Linked DNA regions of Ovis aries: region 1 is linked to region 2. A link is a contact called in public Hi-C data. All regions are on one chromosome and are shown on one strand. The core of a region is the stretch at or near the end of the contact, and the rest is flanking DNA. Distances in the headings are between cores, read along the strand shown.

The links. A called contact is a pair of places that touch in the nucleus more often than the background predicts.
Region 1: a Hi-C map of muscle shows a contact between it and region 2, with 3 times the contacts expected there. The contact joins two enhancer-like sites. A contact is called at or near these places in 2 of 16 Hi-C or Micro-C datasets (hypothalamus and muscle).

Annotation. Positions count from the first base shown.
Region 1 is chr17:40,023,476-40,028,252 of ARS-UI_Ramb_v3.0, reverse strand. All of the region lies in intron 4 of RAPGEF2 (Rap guanine nucleotide exchange factor 2), which reads left to right. Among named protein-coding and RNA genes, the nearest start is that of RAPGEF2, 110 kb to the left of the region's middle. Within about 2 kb of position 2,037, at least 6 of the 54 cell types and tissues checked have an H3K27ac peak or open chromatin away from gene starts, as enhancers often do. A contact at or near this core is called in muscle, where this site is marked.
Region 2 is chr17:39,892,461-39,897,700 of ARS-UI_Ramb_v3.0, reverse strand. It overlaps RAPGEF2 (Rap guanine nucleotide exchange factor 2), which reads left to right. Exons shown (of 30, transcript XM_060400663.1): 16 at 1-26; 17 at 797-1,043. Among named protein-coding and RNA genes, the nearest start is that of RAPGEF2, 240 kb to the left of the region's middle. Within about 2 kb of position 2,285, at least 1 of the 54 cell types and tissues checked has an H3K27ac peak or open chromatin away from gene starts, as enhancers often do. A contact at or near this core is called in muscle, where this site is marked.

The DNA of each region.
Region 1 (4,777 bases), core at 788-3,287, 130 kb before region 2:
GGGCTGCCCTCACGCCCGTGTGGACTCATCTCTGGGACCCTTCCCCACACCCAGGCTCTCGCTGTGACTTTGGCTCCCAGGTGCTGACTGTTGACTTATGACCTGTGTCGCTGACATCCGTACCATTTGATGGCCTTGTCTGTGTCTTTTCTTCTGATGTTCAGGCCACAATCTGAGGGGTGGGCTGGGGACAGCTGTTACCTGGTTCCAATCAGCTGTGGCCAGAGAGGGTCAGGGCTCCCCAGTCACAAATGAAACTGCTTGTGGGTGGGTTCCTGAGGCCTCCTGGGACCACTGAGTTTCAGGAGTTATTTTTCCCCCCCCGATTGTATACTTTTTACAATTAAATATTTTAATTTTGTCTAAAGATTTTAAAGTCTTAACTAAGTATCTTTATTTAAAATGACTAAACACATACTTTATCTAAATTTATTAAAGGGTAGCAATGGGTGCCTCTCCAAGCTCCACCTTCTATAACCTAACTCTCTTATAAACATATTATGATATATTCTTGATGCATCATTCTGAATGGATGGGGGCATGTGAAGGATGTATTTTCCACATTTTTCTAAGAAAGAGTGTGCAGGATAGGGAGATGAAGTTTTTATCGGCCGGGGGAGGCACAGAGGTGTGGGGATGTGCCGGGATGCCAGAAAGGAGGGCCAGAGGCACCACCTCCAATGGCAGCGTCCCCCAGCCTCCTGGCGGCCGGCATTTCTCTCCTGAGAGAATGGCCCACGAGGGAAGGAAGTCCCGTTGCCTGTTTGTTTGTGGTTCTTACGGTGTAACTGATCCTAGCAGTGGGACGTTGAGGGTGCTGATGGGGCCTTGATCATAACAGAAGTCATAGTTGTCGTGGTATTGCAGTGATGAGAGAACAAGGCTTTGTCAGTAGTGCTTTTTTTTTGCCAGGCATCATTTGGAAAGCTTTATATATAAATCATTTTAACTTCAAAACTGTCCCTTGAGGTAGGTATGGTTGTTACCTGTGTTTCATAACTGATTTAAATGGTAGTGCAGGCTGGTGGGTGGTCATCCATCCTGGAATTCTGCCTGGGAGGCCTGGTGTGACCCTGTGAGAGAGCCCTGTCATCCCTGGGATTCTGTTTCCCAAAGAGATAGAGAATTGACTAGAATACTCTTCTCTTTCCTTCAAACATATGACCTACTATCTGCTCCCTTTCTGGGGGCTCTGACTCTCTTTCTGAACTTGGAAGTGAGTAGAGGCAAAAAATATTTAAGCATTGTTATATGATAAAAATTAAATGTAATTTTAATGTAAAAAATAGTGGTAATTACCATATAAATGATCAAAGAGAAGGAAAATATTTCCTGAAGTCTCATCCAAGATAGCGATCCTTTAATATTCTAGTCTTTTCCCACTTAGCCTTACATGTATGTGTTCTCCATACTTAAGAACATACTTAATAAACAGTTAAATGTCTTGCTAATTTCAGTTAAAGAATATGTATGTGCTTGGCTCATAATGTCAGAAACTCTTTATAAAGGCTTACTCATTATGCATTTTGATGTCTGTTTAATGTTCAGTTATTTGAACTTTCCACAGTTTGGTTAATAATTGTAAAGGGTAAGTTTTTGATACCTTTTATTATAAATAATGCTATAATGAATGTGCTTTGAAGTTTATGCATCTTAGAGAGAACCGAGGTTAGCAACTTTATCATTGTGATACTAGGTCTGTTGTATGATTGAAATCTATAGACTTGAGTTCCCAGCATGGCAGAGGAACCCCACGGCTGTCTTTCTTGACTGCCGGCCATCGTCAGCTTCAAGTGACAGCTTGTTGTAACTTGTGGAAAGGGAACCCAATGTTCTGGAAACTGCTGTTCTACAAGAAAGAGGACTTGCAGTTCGGACCTATTCCATGAGCACATTGGCTCCCATCTCTGATTAGTTTCAGAGATGACACAGGTTACTCTTTGGCTGTCCGATGCTGGCGAGTCAGGGCTGTACTGGGATGAGGAGGGACTATGTTTCCGACTGAGTGACAAGCCAGAGCTATTTATAGGTTATGTCTTCATGTTGCACCTGGTGACCTTTGCTGCGTCCAAGTTGTTTGTTTCCTCTGGGGATGTTGCCTTGGGAACAGTCCTGAAGGGCCCTCTGCTGGTCCTGCCTTAAAGGTTGACAGTGAGTCATAGATGCTTCCCTGTCCAGCAAACACTGAGGTTTGGCCAAAGCATCCTGTGGACTAGGTGTTAGGAGCAGTCTGGTTTTATAAAACGTCCAGTTCATGGGTGACTCTCTCTGTTTACCGTTTTTTTCTCACAGTAGCCTGGAAATTGGTTATCAGTAATCTGACCATTCTCTTGAAAGTTTGAACTCATTTTGAAGGTGATTCACCCTAAACAGCTAGTTCTATATCAAAACACTTTGAACAACATTGTCATATTTTTAACTAATTCTCCTGAAATTGCGTTGATACTGCCCAGTGGGAAGGGTGGTGTCCATGAAGAAAATCTGCCGTTTGGCTTCCAGATTTTATGAGCTTTATTGGATTCCTCAGTTGACATTTAGGCCAGCATTTTATGTGTTTATTTTTTATTTTTGTTTTCTTTTTAGACAGATGAGGATTGTTCTTTATTTTGGTTGTTCAAGCATGCGTATTGTTCCTTGATGAGATGTTTAACATTTGTGGAGCTCATGAATTCCTTTGTGACTGTCAGTGACAACATGCCCACTCTGCCACACTGCAAGCCATGTCAGTAATGAGATGTTGTTTTATGAGTTTTGTTGTAAACCTATTAGATATTTACCAAGTTTTGAAACATGGATATTTGCACAGTGGCTGTCATGTCACTTAGTAATGTTACATATAAAGCTAAAACTCTTACTTGGAGTACAATTTGGGTTCTCAAAGCAATGTACAACATATCGCTGTTTTTCTTTTATTTAAAATAAATTTAGTGCCTTTGTATGATGAGAAGGAGGGTGAACAAAGTAAGGCAGGAGTACCGCAGGGATTGCTCTCACTCGCATTTAGGAGAAGGCCAGAGTGGACACTTGCCATAGATGAACATGGAAATGGGATAGACTGTGTGTATTTTTCCAAGCCTATAAGCAGAGCAGCTGTGGTCACTAAGTGGTCCAGGCTTTGCCCTGCTGTTTACATCTGCCATCTTGGTTGGTGGGTTGGTATATTTAGACAGTGACAGGCAAAGGGTAGTGAAGTGTCTTGAGGAAGGTGTTTTTCCCCCTGAGGTTTTCAGAGGCCTCATTTGTAGTTACAGTGGGGCTGGTAAGCAGTGGATGAAAGTTATCTCAGCTGAAGGTGCAGTTGTAGAAATGGTTTTAAAGGAACGTTTGGTTTTTTGTACATAATGGGCAGGACAATATTAATAATGTTTATTGCCCTAATATGCTCCAAATCCATGCTCTTAGGTATTTTAATACCTAATAATTTTAGGTATTAAAGATAGGCCCAGACTGTTTCTGAACTTTCAGTGTGATTTGGATCGTTCATAGAGAAGGACATAGTTTACCTAGGTTTTGTTTGTTTGACCACACTACACAACTTGTGGGGTCTTAGGATCTCAGCTCCCTGACCAGGAATTGAATGCTGGCACTTGGCGTTGAGAGCTTGAAGTCCCAACTGTTGAACCACCAGGAAATTCCCTTACCTAGGTTGTGTATTAACTCATAGGATTGGACTCTTTTTCTACTAATATAAAAATCATTTTTACACCTATTTGTTAAAAAGGTAAAAAAAAAAAAAGAAAAAACCCAGTACACTAGATGTTATAGACATGAAGCTTTACTGTTATACAGATTCTTCTTGAATTTATGTTGATCGTAAGCTTGGGGGAAAAAGAAAATAAAAAACACTCCTACTAAAATATTGAATCTAGGGACTTCTCTGGTGGTACTGTGCTTAAGACTCCATGCTCCCAAGGCAGGGGGCCTGGGTTCAATCCCTGGTCAGGGAACTAGATCCCACATGCTGCAACTAACAGTTTGCATGCTGCTACTAAAACCTCATGCAGCCAAATAAAGCACTGAATCTGATTTTTTGAGTAAATTTAATCATAAAGGCCCCCAAGGAAGGGCCTTTCCATAGAAATGATCCTACATACCATATTTAATCGTAAACAGATAATATTGTTATTGCTCTGACAGTTAAAAACTCTATTTTTAATATTTAGAGCAGTCAGTCAGCAGTCTCTACCCTTCTGTATCAATGAAGAACCAGACGTCTGGCTGAAGGAAAAGATAAGCCCAGACTAGCTGTGAGCCTTGGAACTTGGATGATGACGAGGGAAAGTTCATAATGAAAGCTGGGAGCCAAAAAGGTTGGGGACAGAGGCTACACAGAAGGGTGAAGGCTTCTCACGCATGGGTCTTAGGGTCTAGGGACCAGATTTTGTTTGGTGGCAAACATGGTAGGTGAAGCCGCCTGTGCTCTAACATGTGGCGTAAGAAATCAGATCAATAACTGGCAAAGTGCTGTCTGTGGAAATGGCTAAACATTGAAATGGCATCAAAATTTAGGATTGGTTTACTGACGCTTTTCATATTTGTGGGTTTTTCTCTCTTATTCTGAAGTGGGTTTGGTAGAGTTCCAATTTGGAGGCCTACTTCTGTGTTATTTCCAATATTAGTTGAAACTTGCCTTAAGTCCTACCATTTGGTCTCTACGTTCTGGCATCTACATGGAAGCACGGTGGTCTCCACCCTGTGGACAGGCAGTTAATACCTGGTTGGGGAGATGAGGCAGTCCTATGTGCAGCATGAAAGGACTGCATTAAATGGTATAGGA
Region 2 (5,240 bases), core at 1,036-3,535:
TATCACTGTGAAAACCAATTTATTTGGTAAGTATTTTGCATTTTTTGCATAGTCTCATTTTTCTCCTTTTGGTTTTTTATTTAAACATTTATGTCTTAATCATGAAATGTCATTGCTTATAACTCAAGCATCATAAGAATTGAAAATTTATAGTAAAATGCATAGATACAGAATTAATTATGTAAGCATATGATTAGATCTAAATAAAAGCCTACTTACTTGAGGACCGTAACATTTAATTTTATTGATGTTTTTATTGATAAATATTAAATATCTGTTAGGAATAAAAATCTGTCAATAAATACCTATAACTTATTCTGAGTAGAAGTAGCAGAAAACATACAAAACAGATTCTTGGTGTCATTCATTCCTTGTAGGAGTGTTTTTCTACAGGATTACAGTTTTGATCACTGCAGTCTATGCTGCTGTTGCTAAGTCGCTTCAGTCGTGTCTGACTCTGTGCGACCCCATAGACGGCAGTCCACCAGGCTCCCCCGTCCCTGGGATTCTCCAGGCAAGAATACTACAGTGGGTTGCCATTTCCTTCTCCAATGCATGAAAGTGAAAAGTCAAAGTGAAGTTGCTCAGTCATGTTTGAGTCTTAGCGACCCCATGGACTGCAGCCTACCAGGCTCCTCCACCCATGGGATTTTCCAGGCAGAAGTACTGGAGTGGGGTGCCATTGCCTTCTCCGACTGCAGTCTATATTTAGTATCTGTTTTCAAGTTCTCCAGTTGTCTTTGAATTATTCAGATTTCCAATAATGGATGTTTTTTGGTGTTTGTTTCCTTTTCAGTATTTAAAGAACTTCTAACAAGATTATCAGAAGAGAAGAGAAATGGTGCCCCTCACCTCCCTAAAATTGGAGACATCAAAAAGGCCAGTCGCTACTCCATTCCAGATCTCGCTGTAGATGTAGAACAAGTGATAGGACTTGAAAAAGTAAATAAGAAAAGCAAAGCCAACACTGTTGGGGGAAGGAACAAACTCAAAAAGATACTTGACAAGACTCGGATCAGTATCTTGCCACAGAAACCATATAAGTAAGCGTCTATATAAATTTTCTCTGCATTCTGTTATTGTATTAAAATAATAAGCAAAGGTAATGATGTAATGTTTACTCAGGAGTGTAAAAATTGTTTTAGCTTTTATGGCACAGCTATCTTAGAAGCAACTGGACAATTGTTTTTATCCCATTTTTGCCACTTGCTTGCCTACTCCAGTCTTCTTATAGATAGTTAGCATTTCTTTGTTTGAATTATTTTATTTCTTATTTGGACTTTTAAAAAGCAAGAATGTGACTTTACTCCTATCTCCCCAGTGGCATGATGGGGTTGTTTCTGCTCATGTTTCTTTGTTTCTAGGTGTCTTTTCCACCATCAGCATCTGCTTTTGCCAACTGAGTCTTTGTGGCTCACAGCTGCTACTATCTACCCTTGCCTTTCTCTTTTTGCTTCTGTCTCCTGATTTCAGTTACTTAACTGTTGACAAGACATCACCAACCAAGCACAGAACTCCTTTTTTTCCTCCTGTTGGGCTCTGCAGTCAGCATGTCAGGTGTATTTTTGAATCTCTTCTTGGCTGTTCGTTTATGCCAACAGCTCATACCAGACAGAGTTGCAAGCATCACACTTTTAAAACTTTGCCTGTTTGCTCACTTTTTTCTTCACTTTAGCTTCTTCTAGGTCTGTGGATGTTTTATAAACCTCAGTTGGTGGTGGTGGTTTAATTACTAAATTGTGTCCAGTTCTTTGAGCCCACCAGGCTCCTCTGTCCATGAGATATCCCAGGCAAGAAGACTGGAATGGGTTGCCATTTCTTTCAGAGGAATCTTCCTAACCCAGGAATCCAACCCACATCTCCTGCTTGGCAGGTGGATTCTTTACCACTGAGCCACCTGGAAAGCCCCATAAATCCCAATTACCATTAGTCAAAATTTTTTAAATATTAAATTACATGGGCGCCCAAAATTTATTTATTATATATTCCTCTAACTACAGTAATATGAGATAACTTGAAAACATAAGGGTTATTTTTCTTCCTTCTTTCATGATCTAATAGGTCTTACAAAGGAGCAATACATATAACCATTCAGACTTTATCAAGTCTTTTTTCTAATTCCACTTCTGATAAACATTTCATACAAAGATTAGAGAGCTATGTTCTAGAATATGCTGTTAGTTGATTGAATGTCAAACTTGTGTCCCTATTAAACTATAATGATTGATTCTTTCATATTAGCTAGAAATGACTGCTACCGCAGAATCCTAAGGATAAGCAGTGTGTACAACAGCAGTATTTATAGACTTGAGAGTGTGTTTGTAAGTTTCTAAGAAACAGTGGATTAGGCCTGCTGGCATTACAGAAAATAGGAATTGATTTTTTAAGTCACCCTTCATAATGAAAAACACATTTTTAAGTGGATAAGAAAATTACTTAAATGTAGAATTATTAGCAGCGCAATAACTAAAAAAAACCTTAGAGTTACAGCTGACCATGAGTTAAATATGAGCCTTTAAAACAATCTAACACAAGTCAGCATGACCCTGGAGAGTATTAATAGAAATGTGACATGTAAGAGCTGAGATGAAATCCATCCCTAGTACAGGGTGTTGGCAAAGGACACAGGATGAGACTACTGTGCATAACATTATTATGTGTATTTGGAAAGATACTCAAAATCTGGAAAAGGGAAAAGAAAAAAGGATGATAAATAGATTGTTGATTTGGAAGCACTGAGGAGACATCTTAAATAATTTGCACTGAAGAACATATATGACTCATTTAAACATTTCGTTATGGACCACATCTTTATCCATTCATCTGTCAGTGGACATGTCCTGGCTCTTGTAAATACTGCTACAGTGAACGTTGAGGCTGCACATGTGTCTTTTTGAATCATGGTTTTCTCAGGGTATATGCTCAGTAGTGGGATTGCTGGGTCATATGGTAGCTCTGCTTTTAGTTTTATAAGGAACCTCCATAGTGGCTTTATCAGTTTACATTCCTACCAGTAGTGCAGGAGGATCCCTTATCTCCACATCCTCCCCAACATTTATTGTTTGTAGGTTTTTTGCTAATGGCCATTCTGACTAGTGTGAGTTTACGATACCTCATTGTAGTTTAAATTTGGGTCTCTCTGCTCTTTGATGAACTAGATGGGTGGGATGGGGGAGGGCGGGGTGGCGGGTGGTGGGAGGGAAGTCCTTGAGGGAGGGGATATCTGTATACATATGGCTGATTCACTTTGTTGTACAACAGAAACCAGCACAACATTGTAAAGCAGTTGTAACTCAGTAAAAATGAACATTTTATTATGAAAAATATTTGAAATCATCTGTATATGTAATATAATTGAGAAGAATAATTATATTTAAAAGAAGCTCAGTAGACTGTAGGATCTTTTATGTTGGTATATAGACTTGATTTAATATAGTCATTACTTGGGGCTTCCTAGGTAGTGCTAGTTGTAAAGACTCTGACTGCCAGTACAGGAGATTCAAGATACACAGGTTCCATCCCTGGGTCGGGAAGATCCCCTGGAGTAGAAAATGGCACCCCACTCCAGTATTCTTGCCTGAAAATTGCAAATCCTTCCTAATAATCAGCATATGTTTGCAAAGATTTTTTTTTCCTAACAAAGCTTATCAAAGTAGTCAAGCAGATAAATATTCTAGATATACTGGTTGTTTTTTTTCCTCTCTCTCTTTCTCTCAAACATTATCAGTATCACAGAAGCTAAGGTGCCAGACGGTGGCCACCTGGCAAGGACAGGCCTGGTAGAGGGATGTGAGTAGAGTGGGTAGGACAGTAGAGCTCAGGTCCAGTTGTTGAGTAAGTGGAGAAACACTGCTGAACCCAGAGGAAAGAGAGAATAAGCCAACAGACTACATACAAAGTTAACCAAGGTCAAAAAAATCTTAGTAACAATGAGCGTTCGAGAGGTCCAGCAGGAAGAGGCTGTGCTCAGAGGTGGCCCTTTCTGAGCCTGATCTTTACTTTAACACAATTTCAATCCAGGAGTACTCTTGTGTCTGTGGATGGCAGACACACAGGTGAGAGTAGAGTGTTAGATCACCATGTTGGGTGTGACTTGTTGCTGGGAAACGGGTCTGAAGACGTCCACCTTTGGGGGATGCCCAGAGTGTCTGACCAGTACTGACAGCATCTGTGCCAGCAGGAGCCCAGTTGACGCTGTCTTTGGCCTGAGTGCACAGCACATGTCTCGAGTCCTGTATAACATCTCATATTTTGGGCAGTAAAGGCTGCTTTATAAGGTTGAAAGATAAAATTCCACTATAATGTGAATGTTTTAATGTTTCACAGGACATTAATCCTTTCTGTCTATATATACACGCCTCTATGCACTTAAATAGAAATATAGTTTTGTTATGAATATAGCTAAGAATTTTTAAAACTTTTATTGAAATATAGTTGATTTATAATATTTCTTAGTTTCAGGTGTACTGCAAAGTGATTCAGTTTTATACGTATATGTTTGTGTAGTCATTCTTTTTTAGGTTCTTTTCCATTATTACTATAAGAGATTGAGTATAGTTTCTTGTGCTATAAACAGAGGGTCCTTGTTATGTCTTATATATAGTAGTATGCATATGTTAATTCCAAACTCCTAATTTATCCCTCCCCCTCCCTTCTGCTTTGGTAACCATATGTTTTCTCTATCTATGAGCCTATTTCTGATTTGTAAATAAGTTCACTTGTATCATTTTTTAAAATATATTCCACACAGAAGCAATATAATAGATTTGTCATTCTCTGTCAGACTTCCTTCCCTTAGTATGTCCATCTCTAGGTCCACCTATATTGCTACAAATGGCATTATTTCATCCTTTTTTATAGCTAAGAAATATGCCATTGTGTGTATATACCTCATCTTCTTTATCCGTTCTTCTGTTCATGGGCACATACGTTGCTACCATGTCCTGGCCATTGTAAATAGTGCTGCAGTGTAAATGTAAACGGAGTGCATATGTCTTTTCAGATTGGTGTTTTCTCCAGATATATGCCCAGGAGTGGGATCTCTGGACCAAGTTTACATATGAGTTTTGAAGAATTTATACTAACATCATCCCAAGTCTTGTCCTTACTTATTTGCCTTTGTAATTTCCATTTCTCTCCCAAATAAAAAGGAAGAATGCTGCTAGGTTGTTTTTTTTTTTTTTTCCCACAGCCATTAAAAACGGTAGGTAGTAGGTATTATGATGAAGCTGTCATGTCTA